2 separate regions of the Rattus norvegicus genome follow, and region 1 is linked to region 2. The links are chromatin contacts, called in public Hi-C maps. All regions are on one chromosome and are shown on one strand. The core of a region is the stretch at or near the end of the contact, and the rest is flanking DNA. Distances in the headings are between cores, read along the strand shown.

Region 1 (3,097 bases), core at 236-2,735, 560 kb after region 2:
GATGTCCTTGAGTGTCTGCCTCCACTTTCAAACGCTGGGATTACAAGGCATGCGTCATCTTGCCTGGTTTTATATAAATACATGTTTCTCCCTTGTCTGAATCATTAGGAATCCAGCAACGTAGAAGCAGACTGCTGCTTCTCTCTAGCTCCCTGTCCCCCAACCCCCACCCCAGGACATCTGCTTGCTGGAGCCTTCCCAGAGAATGGGAGGAACATCCGGGCGGTTGGGCAGTGCCTGGCAATGGTATAATGGCAGAAGTGTGCACCAGTACTGGTCACAGGGAGGGTAGCACACGGCCCCCTTCACGGTGCAAGATTGGTCTCACCCTTCCACTCTTCCCAGACTCACTACTGAGCATGCACCACAAGAGTGTGCCTGGCCATCATTCATGCGTGAAGTAGACATGCTAGTTCAGGAATGGCTGGCACATGGCTGCCAGCCCCAGGGGCAGGCTGAAGTATCACAGGTTTACCTGGCCAGTGGAGAGAGGGGAGGAAGGAAGAGGAAGAGGAGAAAAAAAGAACAAAGAGGCAGCAGAGCAAAGGAAGGAAGGAAAGAAGGAAGGAGAGAACGAGGGAGGAAGGGAAGGAGGGAGGGAAGGGAAAAAGGAAAGAGAGAGGAAAGGGAAAAGGAATGGAAGGAGGGACAGAAGAAATGGAGCAAAAGGGGATTACAAAGGATGGGACTGGCACACACCATGCAAGATTTCTGAGGCCCTATGCCTGGAACATTGTTCAGGGATTGAGAGCTTGCCCAGCACCTACCAGTATTTAGGGTTTAGGGTCTGCCTATATACACATTTGCATAGCAAATGAGGCCCAAAATTCCATACCTACAATACATGCATAGCTCTCCACTGAAGACTTCTGCTGTCCCTGTAACAGCCCTGAGGACACCCTACGTTCTCTGGCTCTCTCTCTCTACCCCTGGAATCCACTGTCTCTACTAGAAGAGAAAGTAAAACTGGAGACAGTGGGGCCTCCTGACCCCGGGGAGGCTTACCCGCCTCTGAGTCTCTGTTCACTTGGAGATCCTTGCTGTATTCAGCCTGCCAGTCCACTAGAGGCCAGTGACACATAAAAAGGCCCAGGACCACAGCAAAGCTCCCCAGTGGACACAGGAAACGTGACCTCGCCCACTGCAGCACTGACTGGCTCACACGTGCGACCCGTCCCAGCCACACAGCCTTCTTCATAGAACTCAAGAGAACAAACAGGAAAATGGCTCAGGAGGGAAGACTAGGGTTGGTCGGCTGGAAGAAGGCAAGGATGGAGTGTACATGGCCCCCAAGCTTTCCCTGAGGGGACGAGCACCCAGAACAGGGCTCGACAGCGTTTTCAAGATTCAGTCTGTGTGTGTGTGTGGGGGGGGTGGCTCTGTGTTCTACGATTCAACCACCAGAGACGCGCCGCCACCTACACCACACCAGAGGCACGGCAATGGGGTGCACCCCAAAGAGCACAGGGCAAGACACCCTACTCTGTAAGGCAGCTGTCAGTCACCGGCTCAGCCGCTCTCCCTGACAGTCTTGATGAAGTGTGGACAGCTCTAGTTTCCCCGCAATCTAGAGGATGAAGAAGGGATCACCCCCGCTAACCTCTGAGAATCACTTAACATGTTCCCACTGCAAGCTGATGCCCACTGTCTCCTGAGCCCTGAGATCCTGGGTCCCAGGCCCTGCCCCCTGCACATTCTATACATTTGTTTATATGGAGCTACGGTGTTCTCTTGATTGCACAACATTGCAGCCTGCTGATGAGGCTTGCTGTTGACATTTCAACATAGCTGGCTTTTGTCAATTGTGGCAGCCTACGAAATTCTATCTTAAGGGCTGCTCTTTATTAAATTTGCAAGACACAAAACTGTGGCCGATAATCGGTCTCCTTCCCTTCGCAAATGCAGAAATCACGCTCAGTGACTGCGGAGTAATTAAAATGGGCCCTTCCACTTGGACAAAAACACACAATGGCCAGAGTTTTCACAAGCGCTGGGATATCCGACATTTGACCGAATGAAACATTTTCTGTCTATTTCTCAACCGTTATCAGCACGCAGATCTCGGGGAGGCGGCGTTCAACTCAGGGGGTCAGGGAGAGAGGCAGGCAGCAGGGGAGAAATCTGAGAAGCTCGCTGACAGGAGCCTCCTTGTCCTAGGCTTGACCAAACTTTGTCACAGAACCTTCTGTGCAACTCTTTTATGTGCTATCGGTGACATAATTCCTATTTTTTTCCCCAGCCATTATATATGATAAATAAAACAATACTCCGAAAACACTGCGATCTCTCATCAATGTCACTGTGAAAAGGGCCCAGATAAATGAGTCCTGGAACCACAGGCAGATGACATGGCTGGCCATGTATCATCTTCCATGTATCGAACGTAGTCTTTGTAAAGATAGAACGGTAATAAAGAGTGGTATTGTGTGCTCTGAAAGGCTGTGTGGGTCTGTGCATGACTAATCTGTCTTTCTGCATTATTTTATTCAATCTTCTCTGACTTTATGCCTTTGACATTTTTGCTACACTCAGTAAATTTGAGTGAATAGGCAATTTTGAAGAATTTTTATAGGGCTTCAGAGAAGTCATATGCAGACTGCATCTTTGTTCAAATTTAACAGTTTAAATATTTCCTTTGTCTAGGGTGCAGAGTAATCTTGAGACGGGGGGGGGGGGGGGAAGGAATGCTTTAACCTTAAGATTTTTAACAATGTTGCCTGACATGGTTTAATTATTTAAAAACAAAAAAATTAAGCAAGAGCAGGCTCATAAGGAAGGCTCTTCCCAGCTTATTTTTTTTAGGTATAATTTTATCATTATTATCAACAGAAAGCTGGCTGTTCTAAAAATCAAGACATTGTTTCTTTCCCCAGAATCCAGAGACATGGAGAAGAAGGGGTTGACTCTGAGTTGGAGTTCAGAGAGGATTCACTGGACCCACGTCCAGCTGCTTCTTACAAGGGTAGTTGTCTGTCAATAAATAATGAGCTCATTGTAGGTCTTTAATTTGCTGTAAATCATGGTATCCTTTATTATCTAACCTGAACCATTAGTTTGTCTAAGCCCCACGCTTCAAATAATTTATACTGGAGATATG
Region 2 (2,960 bases), core at 324-2,823:
GCCCAAAGCGGGGGGGGACGGTTAATATTGAATCTTAATGTTCCTCATCTAAACGCTTTTTTTCTTTCTGCTAAAAACAAGTTTCGAATTAAAGCATATCGGCTTACACATATTGCATGCATATTAGCGAGACACAGCTGTGTATGTCCCCCTCTTAAGAGCCATATGATTAAGTTATGAGATATCATATAATCCAAACTCTCTTTCTATTGGTCACCTTTCGCAGACAAAAGCTTTTTCGTTTTGGGTTTATTAAATGACAGAATGTCCGACTCTGTAAATGTTCCAGTCGTTATTATGAAGCACCTGTGACATTGGTTCCCCCTAGCCCCCACACCCCGCCCTGCTCACAGCATCCATCTATAAATCGCTACTGAAATGGCACTGGGGCTGACTGGGGCCAACCCTCCACGTCTGGAACAGCTGCTGGTAGCTCAATGGCAAGGGTGGGGACCTCACTGTGGATCTGGGTCTCAGGAATCTTAGTAAATGTCAGTATGACATGCCCCAGCCGTGTCACCCCATAACTCTGAGGCAAGGGACAGTGGCCTCTTTTCATTGAGAACCAGTAGTTGAGAGAAAGAAGCTCTCGGGCTCTGAGAGATTGCTTGGCTCTCACTTCTCGTTTGTGAATCTGTGTAGCACCACCGTCTAGCAGATCACAACATGGTAACTTGAAAATATGGTTTAAATGATCGTTGCTGCCCCCCCCCACACACACACAAAGTAACAGACTCTCTGACCTAATTAAATCCACTTTTAAGAAACCAACTGGAGTGTGTGTGCCTGTGTGTGTGGTGTGTGTGTTATGTGTGTGTATGCATGTGTATTCCTCTGTGTGTGTGCGTCTGTGTGTGTGTGTGTGTGTGTGTGTGTGTGTGTGTGTGTGTGTGTATAGCCTCTATTCAGCTTTTAAAATTTCAAATCCCTCTGTGCGTGCAAACTCCAGCAGTTTCCATGTTCGGGATGAGGGACACAGAACACAGACTGTGCATCTTTTGATGTGAAACAATGTCAAAAGGACTAATTATGAGTCATACTTTCTTGAAATTTTTGTTGGCTGATGTCGCTTCTGCAATTGGATTCCTGCATGAGGCCAGCAGCTCTTGCTGGGGGGAAAGAACCTGGCACCTTCTGTTCCCAGGCCACCACCCCAGCCCTTTGGTGTTATGTAGGTCGAGCACGCCTGTGGGTTTCTAGGAAGGATCTCACTTTTAAACTTGGCATAGAAGTTACGACTGGAGAGCAGTGCTTTGGCGCAAAGATCTGTCTACACTGTGCGTGCTGAAAGAGGAAATGAGGTTACGGAGGGGAAGAGAGAAGAGCATCTAAAGAAGGTTTCTCGGGACCTCAGGTCAGCCTCAAAAGCTGTTCCTGCAGCCCAAGCTCTTCACGGGAATGCCTGCTGCTCCCAGACTCTGAAGGCAGTGGCTGGCAGCTTTCTCAGGGGTGGCCCTTTATCTGAGTCCAGGGAATGGAGGCCAGAAAGGAAGCAGATTCCACCTGGGGCTGAGCCCACAATGCTACCTGAAAACGAGGGAGCCTCGGGAGAGCAGAAACACAGAGTTAGACACAGGAGCAGGTCAGAGACACAGCACAGGGATGAAAGCGAAGGAAACTGTCCAGGTTAGAGCTGACCTCAGATGAAAGACTTCCAGAGGAGCTCGTGGGAAACGTTACAACTCCCTACGACCCATAATGGGAGCCAGATTCTTCTCCTGCTGGTTGTCAAGGAAGCCTCAGGACCTCCCACCTCCCCTGGAACAGCTGAGGGTCAGCACTCTTGGCACTGGATTAACTGCTATGAACCTGTGGGGGCAAGGAAATACCAGTTCCTGAACCAGGGACTTAGCAAAACAGTCCTAGAAACCGAGTTTATGGTGCTTTCATTTTTTCCTGTGCTAGCTACTAAACTCAAGAGTCTTGTGTGTGTGAAGCACGCTTTTCTACAACCTAATGAAGTTCTCAACCTGGTGGCACACAGCTATAACCTCAGCAGTAGAGAAGCAGGGGCAGGAAGACTGAGAAGTGGAGGCTAGCCTGGGCTATGAACTGAGATCCTAGAGAGAGACACAGAGAAAGACAGAGAGATAAAGAAAGACAGAGACAGAGACACAGAGACAGACATACAGACACATACAAAGAGACAGAGACAGAGAAAGACATAGAGAGGGACAGAAAGATAGACACAAACACAGAGGGGAAGACAGAGACAAAGACAAAGAGAAACAGACACACACACAGAGACAGACACACACAGAGACAGACAGAAAGACAGAGACAAGCAGAGACAAAAAGGAAGATGCAGAGAGAGAGAGACAGAGACAGACAGAGACAGAGACAGAGACAGGGGCAGACATACAGACACATATACAGAGGCAGAGACAGAAAAAGACATAGAGAAGGACAGAGAATACAGAAGAGGGAGACAGAGAGAAAGAGAGACAGACAGACTCACACAGAAAGACAGACAGACACACAGAAAGACAGAGACAAGCAGAGACAGAAAGACAGATGCACACACACAGAAATAGAGAGATGGAGACACAGAGACACAGAGACAGACATACAGAAACATACACAGAGGCAGAGACAGAGAAGGACAGAAAGATAGACAAACAGAACGGGGAGACAGAGAAAGAGAGACAGACACACAGAGAAAGACACACACACAACACAACACACACAGAGACAGACACACACACACACAGAGACACACAAAGAGACAGACAGAAAGACAGAGACAAGCAGAGACAGAAAGACAGATGCACACACACAGAAATAGAGGAACAGAGACACAGAGACAGACATACAGAAACATACACAGAGGCAGAGACAGAGAAAGACATAGAGAAGGACAGAAAGATAGACACAAACACAGAACGGGGAGACAGAGAGAAAGAGAGACAGACATACACAGAGAGACAGACAGAAAGACAGAGATAAGCAGAGAGAGGGAG

What was found. Hi-C and Micro-C count contacts between places; a contact is called where the count stands out from the background.
Region 1: a contact with region 2 is called in a Hi-C map of Schwann cells, with 7 times the contacts expected there. The contact joins two enhancer-like sites. A contact is called at or near these places in 3 of 12 Hi-C or Micro-C datasets (the A7r5 cell line, Schwann cells and frontal cortex).

The regions. Positions count from the first base shown.
Region 1 is chr1:99,758,571-99,761,667 of GRCr8, forward strand. No RefSeq gene overlaps it. Among named protein-coding and RNA genes, the nearest start is that of Uri1, 81 kb to the right of the region's middle. Within about 2 kb of position 1,486, at least 2 of the 93 cell types and tissues checked have an H3K27ac peak or open chromatin away from gene starts, as enhancers often do. A contact at or near this core is called in Schwann cells, where this site is marked.
Region 2 is chr1:99,195,183-99,198,142 of GRCr8, forward strand. All of the region lies in intron 6 of Zfp536 (zinc finger protein 536), which reads right to left. Among named protein-coding and RNA genes, the nearest start is that of Zfp536, 400 kb to the right of the region's middle. Within about 2 kb of position 1,574, at least 2 of the 93 cell types and tissues checked have an H3K27ac peak or open chromatin away from gene starts, as enhancers often do. A contact at or near this core is called in Schwann cells, where this site is marked.